2 separate regions of the Mus musculus genome follow, and region 1 is linked to region 2. Evidence: chromatin contacts called from public HiChIP or PLAC-seq data. All regions are on one chromosome and are shown on one strand. The core of a region is the stretch at or near the end of the contact, and the rest is flanking DNA. Distances in the headings are between cores, read along the strand shown. Region 1 holds the start of Zfp382 (zinc finger protein 382). Region 2 holds the start of 2200002D01Rik (RIKEN cDNA 2200002D01 gene).

The links. HiChIP or PLAC-seq counts read pairs in DNA pulled down with a chosen protein or histone mark.
Region 1: an H3K27ac HiChIP or PLAC-seq map of extraembryonic endoderm stem cells shows a contact between it and region 2, with 4 times the contacts expected there. The contact joins the promoter of Zfp382 here to the promoter of 2200002D01Rik in region 2. A contact is called at or near these places in 1 of 39 promoter capture datasets (embryonic stem cells) and 1 of 115 datasets of contacts at active chromatin or transcription factors (extraembryonic endoderm stem cells).

What each region holds. Positions count from the first base shown.
Region 1 is chr7:30,118,329-30,123,232 of GRCm38.p6, forward strand. It overlaps Zfp382 (zinc finger protein 382), which reads left to right and starts at 3,604. Exons shown (of 5, transcript NM_001081007.2): 1 at 3,604-3,748. The coding sequence starts at 3,706.
Region 2 is chr7:29,246,263-29,250,978 of GRCm38.p6, forward strand. 2200002D01Rik (RIKEN cDNA 2200002D01 gene) reads right to left here and starts at 2,205. Exons shown (of 4, transcript NM_028179.1): 1 at 2,095-2,205; 2 at 1,866-1,978; 3 at 1,635-1,703; 4 at 1,259-1,472. The coding sequence starts at 2,116. The coding sequence ends at 1,332. It overlaps Yif1b (Yip1 interacting factor homolog B (S. cerevisiae)), which reads left to right. Exons shown (of 8, transcript NM_001110201.1): 8 at 975-1,270. The coding sequence ends at 1,130.

The DNA.
Region 1 (4,904 bases), core at 2,354-4,853, 870 kb after region 2:
GCACGCACACTTTACCTTGGCTCATCTTGAACTTCTCTCCTGTGACTGTAGTCAAAGATCAGCTTTCGCTCAGTAGCAGTCACTTCGGGGGCTGCTGGTGGCAACACTGGACTAACTCCCTACTGCTGCTGACACAGTGCTTCAATGCCTAGAACCAGCTCAACAGATGCTGTCTCCTTTTATAGATGATGAGACTACTTAATGCTGTGCGGCTCATCCCTACTGAAGGCAATTTTCTCACGTCTTTACCATTTGCAGAGAGAAATAGCTTTGAATTCTGGGTCTATTCTTTCTTGTAAAGCTTGTATATCACATAGCCCAGCTTGAAAAGATTAGTCTTCATTAAAATATAGAATGTTCAGAAAGAAAAACTGATCTCAGACAATCTGATCTAACTAGGTAACAAACTGAAACAATCAACAGAGATATGGCCTCACAATTTAGCTCTGGCTGTCCTGGAACTCACAGAGATCTGCCTGCCTCTGCTTCTGCCTCCAAAATGTTGAGATTAAAGGCATGTACAAATGTCGTATACAGGTAGACATGGAGGCAAAACATCAATACACATAAAATAAAAAATAGATTATTGCCGGGTGTGGTGATGCACACCTTTAATCCCAGCACTTGGGAGGCAGAGGCAGGTGGATTTCTGAGTTCGAGGCCAGCCTGGTCTACAAAGTGAGTTCCAGGAAAGCCAGGGCTACACAGAGAAACCCTGGGTTGAAAAACCAAAAAAAAAAAAAAAAAAAAAAAAAAGATTATTAAAATATAGTTACCTTATGTGCATGTATGCTTTGCCTGCATATAGGTCTGTGTACCATATTTGTACAGAGGACTTAGAGGACAGAAAAGGGCTCCAGATGAGCTGCCATGTGGGCGCTGGGAATTTAACCTATGTTTTCTGGAAGAACAGCTAGTATCCTCATCACTAAGCCATCTCTCCCAGTGCTATCCACAAATGATACCTCCTAAGAAATGTGGTTTTCGGGCTGGTGAGATGGCTCAGTGGGTAAGAGCACTGACTGCTCCTCCAAAGGTCCTGGGTTCAAATTCCAGCAACCACATGGTGGATCTGACACCCTCTTCTGGTGCATCTGAAGTTAGCTACAGTGTACTTATGTATAATAATAAATAAATTTAAAAAAAAAAGAAACTTGGTTTTAGATTAGTATTATTTTGAGGAAGTCATTCAATCTGTGTAACAAAATTTGAAAATCTATTTTTGAGTACTGTTTCACATGTCTTCCTGAGCTCCTTAGTGATCTTGGATAAATTGATATATAATTTCCAAAGTTGTAGATACCAAAATGACTCATTTGAATATCATTGGCAGTTCCTTTTTCTCCCTACATACACTAAAGTATAATAAAACTAGCTGCTTGGTTGAATTCCTGTTACAACAAAGAGAAGTACCATTTAAATAATTTACGGGAACTCCGGGCACATACACCCCCCCTCCCCCCGAAAATGGCAAATGTATTCCAAATCATTAATAATGAATATTCCTGACAGGCACAGTTGCACTTTCCTTCAATCCCAGAACTCCAGAGGCAGAGTTAGGCAGCTCTCCAGTCAGCCAGGACTACCCAGGAAGACTCTATCTACAAAAAATGTTTTTTAAAAAAATGTACCAGATTTGGTGATATATACCTTTACTCCTTCTGCTTGGGAGGCAGAGGCAAGCATGTCTCTGTGAGCTCGAGGCCAGTCTGGTCTACAAGTGAGTACCAGGCCAGCTAGAGCTACAATAGTGAGACTGATCCATCTCAAAACAAAAGAGAAAAGGAGAGGAGAGGAGAGGAGAGGAGAGGAGAGAGAGGGAGGGAGGGAGGGAGGGAGGGAGGGGGAGAGAGAGAGAGAGAGAGAGAGAGAGAGAGAGAGACTTAGACTGCAGGCTGGAAAGCAATCTTGGGTGCCACATTTCTGGAGCTGTTCATCCTGGGGTTTTGAGACAGGGTCTGTCACCGCATCTTGGAGACTCAGCTAGGCTGGCTGGTTAGTGAAACACAGGGATATTCTTGTCTGCCCTTCCAGCACTGGGGTTATAGGCACCATGTCATATACAACTTTCTCTGTGGGTCTAGGATTGAACTCTGGTCCTCATGTTTGGGCATAGCAGTTTGGTGCCAAACAATATTTATAGGGTTAAAAGTTTAAATATTTAGGACAACTTGTGTTATTAAATATTTTTCTCAGTGAAACTACTAAATCGGGGGTGGGGGTGGGGGGACGGGTGACCATAGTAAAACCTGTATATATTTAAAGCACTTTTTGTTTTTGTTTTGTTTTGTTTGTTTTTGGTTTTTTGAGACAGGGTTTCTCTGTGTAGCCTTGGCTGTCCTGGAACTCACTCTGTAGACCAGGCTGGCCTCGAACTCAGAAATCCACCTGCCTCTGCCTCCCAAGTGTTGGGATTAAAGGCATGTGCCACCACTGGCCAGCCTTAGCAATTTTTTTTTTCCTAAAGTATTGGGAAAGAAATCTATTTTGAACAACGTGAGGAAATGGGTTGAAAAATTGACAGAGTCCTGCACTAAGAACAGAGCGAATCAGCTACAAAGTCTAGTACATTTTAAAAATCGCATTTCATCAATACAATAACCTTTTTGATAGTAGGGTTTTCCTTCACAAGAAAATCATACAATTGAGATTAAGTAGCACTTTCAGATGGAACAGTATTTGGTCCAAAATAGAATCAATCGGTGTGGCTTCGTCTATGGAATAACTGATTAATGCATCATATTGGATATAAATCCTTGGAAAATTATTAATGACACATAACTTCTAAAACAATCTTTGGAATCCTATCCTTAGAACTTCAATATCCTATCTTCGCTTGCACTTCAATCTGGGGGGGGGGGGGACGACGACGACGACTCCCATTGTGAGATCTCCATACAAGGCTGTGTGGTTTTTAAACCTGAATCGTCGTTCTAGGTTTCAAATACCAACTTTCTCCTTAATAGCCAAGTCACTCCACGCTGTGTAGTCTGGCAATGTCACCGGTGAGGCGACAGAGGCAGTGACAGAAACCTCAGCACACATTCCAAGAAATCATGGAACTTTTCATTGCCATCCCTTTACCCTCACCTCCCTGTCGGAGGAAGAGAAACCTTATGCGTTCTCTGAATTACCCTTGGGAAAGACATTGCGTACAGACTGAACAAGAATGCAACAGAGGCCACCCCTCGCGCTTTTCGACAGTTACAAGACATAATTCTCAGCCTAGGGTGGTCAAAATGAAATTCTACCAAACTCAGAAGTCAAAGGGGGTGGGGGCTGCGTCGGTCCCAATAGGATCAAAGCACAGTGCTGTCACAAGATCAATTGGTCACAGTATGGGATCGCAAACCGCTCGGTCCGCGTTCAATCACCCAAACCTAATCAGAATCAGTCTCAGAGCTCCCCTGTGGGCACACCCCACACTGACGCAGCCATGCACTCCCGCGCGCGGCCACAGACCGTAGCAGGCAGCTGACTCCCACCCGCCCCAGCCAAGGGGACGCTGGTGCAAGCGCGGGGCGAGGGAGAGGCGCGCGCGGCAACTAACGGGCCGCCCCGGAGGCTCCTGGGAGAGCGAGCCCCCGGCGTGAGTGCGCAGGCGTAGACGGCTGAGCGGAGGCGGGGCGGTTCGAGACGTTGGGAGAGGCTGAGGACCGCAGTGGATGCTCCGGATCTGGAGGGCGACCGAGAGATCGAATCCAGATGGGAAGACCGGGGAGGAAACCGAGAGGCCGAGCCAGGCCTGGTAATTTTGGGGAGGAAGAAGGTTAAGGAAGCGGGACCGGGACACTCAACGGCTGCACAGGGCCTCGGGTGTGGCCCGTGGGCGTGACACCGAGGATGACTGCCGGTGACCCGAAGGGGTAGTTTTCGTGTTAAACTCGAGGACACTCTGTCGCTGGGAACAGGTCCCTGGGCATCACGAGCGTTGCGTGTGAGGATGTGGGGAGCATGTTGTGGTTTGGCTCCCTCAGCTCATCCTGATTATTTGGGGGCGGGAGGGAGAGCCATAAAGTGATCGCGATCTTCTTGGATGTGAAAGCTGGATGGCGGGATTTTGCTTAGGGTTATAGCGGCCTGCGTCTATTTTTAGATTGGGTATGACTCCTGTAGGAGATTGGAGAATTGAAAGTGATTTGTGAACGTGATTGTGAGTGATTTTGCCTGGAATTCTATCATGTTCTGTCCTCGTGAATGACATGTGAAGCAGTAGGTTGATTTTTCTGAAGGATGTTTGAAAGGTTATCACTAAGCACACGTGTGTGTTCTTCTGTAATTTCTCATAATTTTGTGTGTGTATTTTTTTGGGGGGGGATTTTTTTCCCCCGAGACAGGCTGTCCTGGAAATCGCTTTGCAGACCAGGCTGGTCTCAAACTCAGAGATTCACCTGTCTCTGCCCTCTGCCCTCTGCCCCCTGCCCCCTGCCCTCTGCCCTCTCCCCCCGCCCCCCCCCGCCCCCTCGCCCCCCCGCCCCCCGCCCCCCCGCTGTGATTTAAAGGCATGTGCCTCCACCACCTGGCTTGTAGTACCGTTAATATTTAAATGGTTGAGGTATGCTGTGCGATCACGTATGTGTAATTTTTTTTTTAGACAGGTTCATTATCTATACCAAGTTGCCTCTGAACTCTCTCGTAGCACAGGGTGGCCTAAAACTTGGCAGTGATTCCCCCTACTTTAACCTCCCAACTGCTGGGATTCCGTGTGGTGTGTGCACCACCAAGCCTGGAAGTTATGTACTATTTGATTATCAGATTAGTACCAGCAAGCCTGCTTGAGAAAAATTTGAAGTAGTAACTTAGCAAATATAAAGATACTAATGTTGGAATGGAATAGGTAAGATTTTCATAATTCCCCGTGGTGAGGCCAATAACCTGGGATCAGGATGGTAAATAGGAAGTTT
Region 2 (4,716 bases), core at 955-3,454:
GCTGTGGTAAAATACTGACTAGGGGCCATGTTTGGACTGCCGTGTACTCGGAGTGAATCACCTCCTCTACTTAAGCCTCAGTTTCTTTTGTAAAATGGGATGCCTGGTGACTGCACCGGAGTCTTGGGAGGATTTAGACCGAGCATGAGGGGGAAGCAGAGGGTAACACGGGCCCTGGTCCACAAGCATAAGCCTTGTCATCATGTTACTTTAAGGGAGCTGGGAGATGGCTCCATCAGTAAGGAAGACCTGACTTCAATCCTTGGACCCCACATTAAAAAAAAAAAGAGCCCAAAGTAGATCTATTCTTATAATCTCAGAGCTAGGAATGTGGGGCTCATTGGTACCAGCCTAGCCTACTTGGTAAAGGGTCCTCTAACTCCCACAAATATAGGTACACACACACACACACACCCCCAAAGAAACATCGGGAACAGTGAGGTGGCTAAGCAGGTGAAGGGCGCTCGCTACCAAGCTCCTGCAGGCTGCGCTGACGTGCATACCAGGGCTCAAGTAGATCCATCACCAGGAACTCGAGGCCACCTTGGTCTACATGTCAAGATCCTGCCTCCCAGAGAGAAAGAGCGCGGGAGGGGGAGAAGGAGGGGGAGGAAGGCATCTGAGCCAAACCAAAAAGGAAATAGCTCTTCTAGTTTGTCTTCTGGAGCTGGCGTGTTTTGGGAGTGTTACTCTGTGGTAGGGCACTGGGCTAGTGTCTGTGAGGATCTGCGTTGCGTGAAGGCAACTGTCTCCCAGTAGGTGGAAGCAGCTAGGCCATGCTCTTCAGGCCGGGATCTACAATTCTTAGCCTCTCTTCTGGCCTTTGCCTCTGCAAAGGTTTGCTCACAGGGCTTGGGGGAGGTAGCTATTCAAAAGACCCTTCTAGGAACACAAACTGGAGGCCACAGAGGGGCAGGGACTCATCCCGAGCTGCCTGGCACTTACGGGACCCCCACTTTACCCTTACCACCCAGATCCGGACACTGCGGCTCAAGATCCTGGCCCAGGCAGCGGCCGAAGGAGTGCCAGTGCGTGGGGCGCGGAACCAGCTGCGCATGTACCTGACTATGGCAGTGGCAGCTGCGCAGCCGGTACTCATGTACTGGCTCACCTTCCACCTTGTACGGTGAGCTGCGGCCTGGCCTCCAGCTCCCACACTCATCTCGCTTGACCAGGGCTCCCGCCCTCCAGGCCCGCGCCCTCCTTCCTAGCCAAGGTGCTCATGTCGCCTACTGCACACCCGCAACAATAAACCTGATGGGCTCGGCGCAGCCTCCACTTCTGACCGGCAGAGGGCGCTGGGGAGCGGAAAGGGCTGCAAGTTTAATAAGTCAATGGGGGGCCTTCTTCTCCTTCTTCTCCTTCTCCTTCTTCTCCTTCTTCTCCTTCTTCTCCATCTTCTCCTTCTTCACCTTGGGTTTCTTGGCCTTGTCTGAGGAGCGTTCATGCTTCTTGCAGCCAGCGGCATACTCCTGGAGAGCCAAGGACGGTGGGTAGGAGAGGAGGTGGCCCGGTTGAAAGCTGTACTGGACCCGCCCCACTCACCTCGGCAAGGAGCCTAACGTGACCCTGACCGCAGCGGGGCCTGGGTCTGAGGTGCGAGAGGACACACTGGGAGAGGGACCGTCTCTTACCTTCCCCTCTGCCTCTGAGTCGCTGGAGCTGCTACTGCTGCTGGAGTCGGAGGAGCTGCCAGAGACACGCTAGATGGGGGTTGGGGAGGGAGTGGTTACAGTGAGGACAGGGACCCACTCGAGCAGCTTCCAACCCAAACTGGAAGGCTGATGTGTGGCCGAGGACCAAGGACGGAAGCCAGTTCTCATCTCGGGCCCTCGGGACTCGGTGCCGGTGATGAAGTGACTTACCCTCGGCTTGTGAGCAGCGCCTGCCTCTGGCCCGCCCGGCGCTTTAAGAGGACAGTGTTTGGGGTCTCCCACATGGCCTGCCCCCTCTGGCTTCTTAGAACCAGGGCCCAGGGCTGCGGAGGAGAGGGGAGTTACATGGTTATGTAGGCGACGTAGCTTCCCTTCAGTATTCCCAGGCTCTGAGTCTGGCCCCTTACACAGCAAATCCACCACTCCCCGGGGAACTTACCTGCGGCCAAGTCAAACTCCATGGCGGTGACCAGTCTGGATGGCCGGAAACTTTAGGCAGAGCCTAGGGCAGGGGGTGGGACTGCACGACCTGCCCATCTCAGGAATTCCGCGAAGCCTCACCCTCCGGACCTTTGTCCCTCAGCTCCCTGGCCCTGACTCACTGCACTGGCGCTCCCGGCTCCACCCAGACTTTCCTAAGTGGGAAGTGGGGTTAGAAGTGGCTGTAGGTGTCTGGGAGAAAGGGGGTGAGACTAGTCATCAGTTGGTCCCTTTGCGGGGGTACTTGCTTCCGGAAAGCCGTTCCGTACACTGAACAAAGTTAAAGTGCATTCTGGGAGCAACGAGGTCTGGTTCTCAGCTCCTCCGAGCTGAGATAAGTAGTGTCTGAAGAATTTGGTGGCCAGACTAGTGCGCCCTGGCGGCAGCTGAAAAGCACCAGCAAAGTTGTACCCTGGGGTGGTGGGGTTGAATTCCTAGGCTGGTGCTTGGCAGAGTGCATGGTGGTGAAATGTGTTGCGTTGTTTGGGTAAAGGCAGGTGTCTTAATTTGGGCTGTTAAACATAACAGATTAGTGCTTAAGCAGCAGTTTACCTCATAGTCGGCAAGGCTCGGGGCTGGAAGCTAGGCATAGGCAGGGAGAGAGCCCCAGTACAGAGATGGTCTGCTTCCTGCTTCTAGTCTTGGCTCTCCATGTCTGAATATAAGACCTCCAATTTGGGATATGGCTTCACCATGTGACTTTCGGGAACATCAACATTAGTTCTAAGCTAGGTACTGTAAGCCCACTGCTCAGGAGACTGGGGCAGGGGGATTGAAGACTCTATCATAGCCTGGGCTACACAGCATAAGAGTGCTGGGCTTGGTGACACACACCTTTAATTCTAACACTCAGGAGGCAGAGGCAAGTTGAGTTCAAGGCCAGCCTGGCCTTACAGAGTGAGTTCTGTGCCACCCAGCAATATACCTGACTCAAGAAAATAAGGAGGCTGGTGAGGTGGCTCATTGTGTAGAATTGCCAGGTTAATGAGGTGAATCTAATCACCCGGAACCACCTAAGAGAACTCACGCCTGCACACCGTCTTTGGACTTCCACAGGTGCACATCCAGGCACGTGCACACAAAACAAAACACCCACCTGTATATTCCAAAAGTGAGCGCCCACCTCTCAGCAGGAACAGGTGGCTACTTCAAGGATCAAGGTGGCCATGTGCCACCTTGGATGCCTGCTTAATGTCCATTTGCAGAAATGCCTGCACTGGTCATGCAGGCTCCACGCGTGTCATTCCAGCACATACTTGGTGCTTCCCATTACCTGAAAAACTTTATTTTTAAATGTGTGTGTGTGTGTTTGTGGAGGCCTGCTGCTGTCTGTGGAAGCCATCCTTGGGTTTGAGCCACTAGAACAACAAATACCCCTAACCACCTTCTAGCACCTTACCTCTTTACAGTTTAAATTCTTCCCTATAATGATGTTTGCCTATGTATGCACACCTATTCATGCCTGCTGCCTGAAGCCAGAAGGCAGTACAGGGGTCCCTGGAGCTAGGGTTACCCTTGTGAGCCACCATGTAGGTCCTGGAAATCAAACCCAGGTCCTCTGAAAGAGCAGCCAGTGCTCTTCATCGCTGAGCCACCTCTCTAGTACCCACCCACCCTCTTTTTTTGAGACAGGGTCTCAGGTAGACCTATCTGGCCCATTAGTCAATATACAGCCAGAGCTTGTCTTAAATAGCAGTGGACTCTATCTAAAACTCAACACCCACTCCACCAACCAAAGTAGTAAAGGCAAGGAAAAAAAAAAAAACAAAACAGCAGGGCAGAGGAACCGCTAATGTGTTATGTTGGGGAGGGCTTGGATTTGTTGTTTGAGACAAGGTTTCTCTGTGTAGCCCTGCCTGTCCTAGAAGTATAAGACTAGGCTGGCCTCAAACTCAGAGAGCCAGGCGCTGGGATTGAAGGGGTGCACAAGCACTGCCTAATTTTTTTTTTTTTTTTTTTTTTTTGGATAGGGTTGGATTTTTTGGTTTTGCTTTCCTGAGACAGGGTTTCTCTGTGTAGCCCTGGCTGTCCTGAAACTCAGTCTGTAGACCAGGCTGGCCTTGAACTAAGAAATCTGCCTGTCTCTGCCTACCAAGTGCTGGGACTAAAGGTATGTGCCACCACTGGCCAGCAGGGTTGGATTTTTTAAAGTGAAAACCTCATTGGAGATGTTTGGTTGTGGTTTTGAGGCTGGGTCTCTGATAGTCCAGGCTGGCTTCAGGCTTGCTATGTAAGTGGAGACCACACAGGTATGCCACCATGCTGCACTGGTTTGCAATTTCAAGACTCTACAAACAAGGCTAGTCTGTAAACCTTAGCAAGACCCTGTCCCAAAGGAATAAAAATAAAAGGGGTGGTGGTGGTGGAGGTGTTTCTCAGTGACAGCACTTGCCTAACGTACATGTAGCCCTAGGTTAAATCTTCGGTAAAATGCAAATTTTAAAGTTAGTGGACTGGGCTGGGCAGTGGTGGCGCACGCCTTTAATCCCAGCATTTGGGAGGCAGAGGCAGGCAGATTTCTGAGTTCGAGCCAGCCTGGTCTACAGAGTGAGTTCCAGGACAGCCAGGGCTACACAGAGAA